Linked DNA regions of Delphinus delphis: region 2 is linked to region 1. Evidence: chromatin contacts called from public Hi-C data. All regions are on one chromosome and are shown on one strand. The core of a region is the stretch at or near the end of the contact, and the rest is flanking DNA. Distances in the headings are between cores, read along the strand shown. Region 1 holds the start of BLCAP (BLCAP apoptosis inducing factor). Region 2 holds the start of GHRH (growth hormone releasing hormone).

Region 1 (4,123 bases), core at 966-3,465:
ATGGAATGTTTGTGATGACATGGTCAAGCCACTCAACTAACCTGCCACTGAGTGGCAGGGTATATTTATTTTTTTAAGCCAAGTGATTTAGGGTCTTGTTTTTGGAACTTGAATCATAAAGGATACAGTCCCTAAGCCCCCCCTTGTAACCAGACCGAATGGTGCCATTTCTGTCCTCCATAGCAGTCATCTCCACTGAGCATTCTTTCCTTCCTGAAACCTCCTCTCTGGGATCCCATGCTCACCTGGTCCTCCTCCTACCCCACGGGTCACTGCTTCTCAGCCTCCTTTCCTGGCTCTTCCTCTGCCTACTTATTAATCTACCTTCACTTTCTTAGGACCTCATCCAGCACCATGATGTGTGTACTGTGTGCTGATGTTACTGAAATATGTATCTCCAGCCCAGATCTCTCTTCTGAGCACCAGTCTCATATAAAGCGGCCTATTGACCCTCTCCACCCAACCATTGCCCAGGCTTTTCAAACTTACCTTCTTAGCCAAACTCTTGATCTTCCCCCTCAATTTGAGCCTGCTGCAGGCTTTACCACCTTAGTCAAGGGCTCTTTCATTCTTTCATACTCAAGGCAAAGATCTAGGTGTCTTTGCCAATGCCTCAACACCCACCCACATTCCATCTTACATTCTCTACTTCTCCACCTTCCAGGGTCACCATTCCTTTGCACTTGGAAACCTACAACAGCCTTCTGGCTGGTCTCCCCACACCCGCTCGAAAGTGCTTTCCAAGCCATGTAGGGTGGACTTTCAGAGACCCAAACCTGGTATCATTCCCCTGATGAAAATGATAAAAAGATAAAGATAAAATCCAACTTCATTAGGTAGCACTACCTGCCCTACTTGCTCCTTCCTCACCCTCAGCTGCTGCTTCCCACCTCCACATCTGGGACAAGTGGTTCTTTCTGCCTACAACATTTCCCCTCTCACTCTTGCCCTACAAAACTATCTTTGGTTTTTAAGCCTAAATGCCAGCTTCCCAAGGAGTTTCCACCCTTACCCTTCCCACTACATGAGGGTTCCATTAATTTTTTTTTTTGGCCAGACTGCGCAGCCTTCAAGATCTTAATTTCCCAACCAGGGATCGAACCCGCGCGTTCGGCAGTGAGAACATGGAGTCCTAACCACCAAACTGCCAGGGAATTCCCCTCCATTAATTTTTCATAGCACTCTTCATATTCCCCCACAGCATTTCCCATCATGCATAATTATATATTGATTTGATTTAAATTATTAACAGATAGTGATCATTTGATGATTAAAAAAATTTATTTTATTGACGTATAGTTGCTTTACAATGTTGTGTTAATTTCTGCTGTACAGCAAAGTGATTCAGTTATACCTATATATACATTTCTTTTTCATATTCTCTTCCATTACGGTTTATCACAGGATATTGAACACAGTTCCCTGTGCTATACAGTGGGACCTTGTTTATCCATTCTATATACAGTATAATAGTTTGCATCTGCTAATCCCCAGCTCCCAATCCATCCCTCCCCCACCCCCTCCGCCTTGGCAACCACAAGTCTGTTCTCTATGAGTCTGTTTCGTACATATGTTCATTTGTGTCATATTTTAGATTGCACATATAAGTAATCTGATGATTGCTTTTCCACCCCTCCCCCACTCTCCCCCAGTAGCCGGGCATCTCCTTGAATTAGAACAGCGCCTATTTCACGCTCCATTCTATCCTCTTGCCTTTAGCACTGCATTTACACACAGTAAGCGCTCAAGGAATGTGCTTATTTAGCTAATAAATAGATACATTGACTCATTTAATCCCTATAACAACCCTGTGAAGTAGGCATTTCATCAGATTCGGGGAAGCTAACAGTCGGGGTGGGCAAGTGGCTCGCCTAAAGTACAGGGCAAGAAGAGTCAGGTCCTGACCCAAGTCAAATCCTAAATTCTGAGCCGGAATATTTCCGCTCCTGATCTTTGGCCTTGGTAAAGGGGCCAGGGAGGAGGCGGACTTTGAGCCACGGGAACGTTTTCAGAGATTACACGGGTCATCCACGAGGACCAAAGCGAACAATCGTTCACCTACAGAGACTAGGATACGCCCCCTCTGCTCTAAATGTGTAAAGATCACAATCCACTGCATATGTATGAGGGGACCAAGGCGGGGGGGCGTGATTCGGAGCTGTCCTGGATGCGCCTGATCAAAAATTCTTCGGATTTGAAGACTTCAGAACCCCCAGATTTCTGAACACATTAGCAAAAAGTCTTCAAATGGTCATCTGTGGCACACGTTAGGAGGATATCGGGCATAGAAGACCCCCCCAATTTAGGTCGTATTATCAGGCATCTGCCGTAGGCAGCCCGACCCCAGAAGGGGTCCTCGGTCGGCTCGACTAGAAGACGAAGGGGGCGTCTCCCCTGCTTCCTGCGGCGTCGGAGGCGAGTTGAGGTGGTGGCAGGCTGCGGCTACGAAGGCGTCAGCGGTGGCGGCGGCGCCATGGCAGGGCTCGCAGGTACCGTGGCGTCGGCCTCTTGGGGGCGGGATGAGAGGCCCTTAATGCGGCCGCGCCGCCATGTTGTCCCTTCGGGGTCACCTTAGGCGTCGTCCGGTCCCTCTCTGGGGTTTTCCTTCCGCGCACCCTGAGGGCCGCCCCTGTCCAGTGTCACGTGATTGCCCTGTTTGGCCCCCCAGCCTGGGCCTTGGGGGTCTCTTCGTGGCCCGAGGGCAGGGCACTGGACTCCTGGGTTCTCGTTCAGGCCTCCAAGGTCATCACTCGCCTGTCTGCTTGTGGGATGGGGCAGGCAGAGCTGGGGAGCTTGGGGCTGGGGGTGCGACAACCTTCTCTCCGGCCCCGGTGCACGTGGCAGGGGGCCCAGCTTCTGAGATGCCTGTCACTCTGTCCCCACCACTTAAGTTACCTTTTTTTTTTTTTTTTAAACCAGAAGGGGCGTGGGGGAGAGGAGAGAAAAGGGTCTCCCTCCCCGGGTCCCCGCCTTGGTGTCTGGGGTGATAGGTTGACGCTCTGCTTTGGGTCGCGGGTGCTTCTTACTCTCTCTAATTTTACACCAAGTCCGGACACCCATTCCCTTTCCTACAGTATATGTGGGGAGTGGCCCTCAAGGGCAGCTGAAGGAATGGGTTGCCTGGCACACTAATGGCCTGGAGAGAAGAATGGGGGATGGGGGACAGTTGCTTTTTCCTTCCCTCTTCCACACCTTATTTAATTTCCTTCCAGGCCTCCGTGTCCCTTTTCAACGCTAAATGTTGGGGCAGACTGGGGTCTGTCCTGGGAAAGAAACGGCCTTTCTGTTTATAGGTTCGGATCATGTTTTATCCCTTTCAGGGAACTGGTGTTTTGGGGACAGCTTCTGTTTGCCCTGCTTGACATGGTACAGCCATCCCCTCAGCCTTCTGGACGGCAACACTAAAGCCAGGAGACACACACACACACACACACACACACACACACACACACGTTCCAGCTTAAGTGCTAATGCCAAGTGTTAGATCTTGTTTGTTTGTTTGTTTGTTTTAAATCAGAGACTAATTAATGTCAGCGAATCTGTTGAAAGATTGCCGAGCCCTGGTCGGTTTCCAGTGACCAGATCACTTCCGTATCTGAAATTGGTCTTGTTAGAATTGCTGCCAAAAACAGTTTAACCTTTTATCTGTAACATGTTGTTTCAAAGAGGAATCTGGAAGGCTGGGTTTGGCTGTCTTTTTCTGTTGTTGTTCTCTTATCTTTGAAACATATGCATTCCATTTCAAGCCTGTCGCTGTATGATATACCAAGGACCATGTGTTGCCTGCCTCTCTGACTTCCTGTTCTGGGAATGCTCTGGAATCTGGATCCTGCTGGGGAATGGGCCCCGTGGGAGGGAGAAAAGGAGGCGGAGGGGAAGCAGGATCATAACCAGAGAAGATGGTGACATGTCTCTGGGGCATATAGAGGAAATCAGATGTCTCCAGGGAAAAAGAGGCTGTTGTTAGACTAATGTTTTGTATATATGTGCACGTTTAAATCTCTGGGGGAAAACTCACTGCAAATTCAGAATCTCACTGTAGGGTACTGGCTTCTGAGTAGATAGAAGTTTGAAAATAAATGTCTGGCAAATGACTCACAGCACACCTGCTCCCTCATCCAAT
Region 2 (4,021 bases), core at 1,163-3,662, 240 kb after region 1:
CCCTTGTTTCTTCCCCAGAGACCAGTAACAAAGAGCAAAAGCTTTCAGTCTTCTCAGAACCGTTTCCCATGTGCAGGTGATGAATTCTGAAGCACCCCATGAATAGGGAGTCTTGTGAATAAGGGCTTGTTTCTGAGAGGCCGCCGTGCGGATCAGGAGGCCCGTTCTGAAGTGCCCAGTCCGAAACTAATTTGATGGAGGACCATGGAGAAAGGCCCTTCTCCTCTCTGGGCTCATTTCCTTGGCTGTAAAATTGGAGGTCGTGATACCTGCTCCCGAGGGCGAGTGTGAGGGTGGGCTGTGCGGGCCGGCTGGGCACAGGGGCTGGGAATCACTTGTGCCAGCCCCGGGAGAAGGGGCAGCGGGTGGGGAGGCTGACGTGGAGCTTAGGCCAAAAACAGGGGTCAGGGCTTCGCTCTGGAGGGGGTGAGGTGTCACGGGCTTCGGAGGGGTGAGTGAGGTGACTGGGGGCCTGGATGTGCTCAGGTCATTACAAGATCAGCAGGAAAGAACGCGAGAAATCCCAGGATGCAGCTGGGAGACAGAAGAACAGTGGTCATGTCAAGGAGACCCCTTTGCCTCCAAAGATCTCCTTACTTAGGAAACTCCAGCAGTGGACCAGGTCGGGAAAGGGGGGCCAGGTGTGATAGTGTGTGATGAGGACAGAAGACTGAAGATCCTTGGTCTGGGGGGTCAAGTTCTAAGTCAGATGCAAAACGCACCTAAAGGGCTTGTCGTGTTGATGAAGGCGCAGAAGGTCTGGGAGGCACGGCAGGTGGATGTCAAAGGGGCAGCCCGTGGGGCCGACACCACGGTCTCATCTTTTCTCTAGCCCCAATCCTTAGCAGAATAGTAAACGCTTAACAAGTATTTGCAGGATAAGGGGACTTGGACTTGGTGCAACGAGAAAAACTTCCTAAAAGCAAGAGCTGCCTGGAAATAAGACAGACTGGCTTAGAGTAGTGAGCTCCCTGTCACTCAGCAGCAGCAAGTGTTTGCGCTGAAACTGGAGCATTGTCTTTGGACGGGGAGGATGAAGGGGTGCACGTCAAAGAGGGGCTGATGATTGAGGCCTGGCTGGCTGCTCCCTCCTGCTCTGGAGGTGCAGGGGTCTCGGGCAGCATTGAGCAGTCCCCAGCGTGCTTCCTGGAGTCTCAGGGCATCCCTGGGTTAGTCGAGACCCCAGTGTCTGGGAGAAGAGGGGTGATGCCCTGAGAGGGCAAGTGAGCCCGGGAAAGGAAGTGGATTCCCTCAGGGCTGGCCCTGCCTGCCGGAAACCCCTCCTCAGCAGGACCAGCTGGACATGGAGTGATGCGGGGAGATGGTGGAACATGAGGGGTCCTGCCCTCCCAGGGGCTGGCTGAGCCTCCGGAGGGGTCTGTATCCCCATGGAGGGCACATCCTGCTGAGAGGGGGTGCCCCTGGGAGATGAGAAGACCCAGATCTGAGATGGCTGAGTCACTCCGAGGCCCGCCATTTCCACACCGTGGTCTGACAGTAGGGGCACCGCCCCAGCCGAGGCAGCTCTCTCCCTGTAGACTGTTCTTCCCCTAATTGCCGAGCACGGTGTCAGCAGGCCCCAATGAAGAACAATCACATGATCTATGAGATGATTCTGCCTCACGGGCTCCCCAGGCTCCCTGGCCTCTTCCAGGGCAAAATCTAAGCATCTGGAGCAAGATGTATAGCCTTCCTCCCTTTCCTCCGACTCCTCACAAAATCAGGACAGCCTGCTCCCTGAGCATTAGGTCGTCGGAGCAGAGGTGTGTGGAGAATTGCCCACGTGCCAAGCGCTCACTTCAGGTGCCTCATCTCACCTCATACTCACAAGGACCCTATGCAGTAGGTGTAGTTATTGACTCCATTTTATGGATAGAGAAACTGAGGTCCAGAAAGGAGAAGCCACTAGTCCTGGATGCACAGCTACTGACGGCAGAGCCCAGATGTGAACTCAGATTTGTCTGACTCAGAGCCTGAGCTGTTAGCCCTGTTCAATACCGTCAGTGCCACACTGGGCTGGTGGGTGACTTAGGTGACTAGGGGAAGGTGCTTGCTCCTCCCCTGTTCCTTGCTGAGGCCTGAATCCCATGTATAAGGCCTTACAAGGAGGGGCAGTTTCACCATTATCATTCATTTTATGTTCAACCCTGTGAGGTCAGCAGAGTAGCCTTATCATGCCCATTTTACAGATGGAAAAAATGAGGTCAGAGCTTGTGACTATCAGAGGCAGAACTTGAACCCGGGTGTGTCTGGGTTCCTTTTCCTACCCAACAGCTTCCAAAAGACAAGGGCCAAACTTGCATGGAGCCAAGCCCAGGGCTGGGCCCACCCAGCAAAAGACATCCCAGTGGCTATGGCTTCACCTGACCTTTTCTTCCTGTCACTCCCCAGGTGCCAGCACAGGGGTGAAGGATGCTGCTCTGGGTGTTCTTCCTCGTGACCCTCACCCTCAGCAGCGGCTCCCACGGCTCCCCACCCTCCCAGCCCCTCAGGTAAGCAGTCCTGACAACAGGGCCTGCTGTATTCCTGCCACCCCAAAGCCAGCCCTGCCAGGGTTGCTACTTAGGGGGTGCAGAATCAAGCCACCAGCTGGTCCCCAGCTATCTCCTCGGGCAGCCTCCACTACTCATCTCTGGGAGGGAGGCAGACTCTGAGCCCCAGAGAGGTCACTCAGCCCAGGTTCCAGCTCTCTCTGGGGACAGGCCACAGAAGGACCTTATAGAGACCCCGTGAGCACAGCCCTCCTGGGCCTCCCACCCTGCCTTTTGACCTCTGACTCCTTCCACTAGGATGCCGAGGTACGCAGACGCCATCTTCACCAACAGCTACCGGAAGGTGCTGGCCCAGCTGTCTGCCCGCAAGCTTCTCCAGGACATCATGAGCAGGCAGCAGGGGTGAGCTGACGTTCTCGTGACTTCTTCCCATACCCCAAGTGCATCGCGGTTTGGAGGGACCAAGTTTGGTCTCTCCCCTTGCACAGCATCTGTCATTTCTGGACTCGCCATAGCAGAAGGGCTCCAACGTCAAACCTCAGCTTACGCTTAACTAATAAATGATCACTGAGCACCCACTATGTGCTTGTCCCTGTGATGGGCTCCAACAGTGACAACACCAGTGGTAGTCACCACTTGACTGTGGCTCTGCCAGAAACAAAGACTTTACCCTGGGACATTTGCACACACCCAGCACAGTGCTGGGCACAGAGTAAGCCCTTGGTAGTGTTAGCCATTATTCTTAGTTTCTTTTGATTTTTCTTTTAGTATTTATTTATTTATTTGGCTGTGCCGGGTCTCAGTTGCAGCACACGAGATCTTTAGCTGTGGCAAGAAAACCCTTAGTTGCGGTATGTGGGAATCTTTTAGTTGCAGCATGTGGGATCTTATAGTTGCAGCATGCGGGATCTAGTTCCCTGACCAGGGATCGAACTAAGGGCCCCCTGCATTAGGAGCGTGAAGTCTTAACCACTGGACCACCAGGGAAGTCCCTATTCTTAGCTTCTTATGTGCTCTTTCCAACAACTCTACAAAGCAGGTTCTCTTACCCCCATCGTACAGAAGCTACATTAATAGCTTCTAAAGGACACACACCAAAGAGTGGCAGAGTTAGCATTCAAACAGCCTGACTCTACAGCCTGAACACTTATTAGTTTTTTGTTTGTTTTTTAAAATTTTATTAATTTATTTATTTTTGGCTGTGTTGGGTCTTCATTGCTGCGCATGGGCTTCCTCTAGTTGTGACGAGTGGGGGCTACTCTTCGTTGCGGTGCATGGGCTTCTCATTGCGGTGGCTTCTCTTGTTGCAGAGCATGGGCTCTAGGTGCGCGGGCTTCAGTAGTTGTGGCTCGCGGGCTCTGTAGCGCAGGCTCAGTAGCTGTGGCGCATGAGCTTAGTTGCTCCGCGGCATGTGGGATCTTCTCGGACCAGGACTCAAACCCATGTTCCCTGCATTGGCAGGTGGATTCTTAACCACTGTGCCACCAGGGAAGCCCCACTTTTTAGTTTTTATTTTGAAAAAATTCCAA

The links. Hi-C and Micro-C count contacts between places; a contact is called where the count stands out from the background.
Region 2: a contact with region 1 is called in a Hi-C map of muscle, with 2.2 times the contacts expected there. The contact joins the promoter of GHRH here to the promoter of BLCAP in region 1. A contact is called at or near these places in 3 of 3 Hi-C or Micro-C datasets (lung and muscle).

Annotation. Positions count from the first base shown.
Region 1 is chr15:21,700,768-21,704,890 of mDelDel1.2, forward strand. It overlaps BLCAP (BLCAP apoptosis inducing factor), which reads left to right and starts at 2,216. Exons shown (of 2, transcript XM_060030812.1): 1 at 2,216-2,489.
Region 2 is chr15:21,939,897-21,943,917 of mDelDel1.2, forward strand. GHRH (growth hormone releasing hormone) reads left to right here and starts at 2,413. Exons shown (of 4, transcript XM_060032729.1): 1 at 2,413-2,492; 2 at 2,790-2,894. The coding sequence starts at 2,413.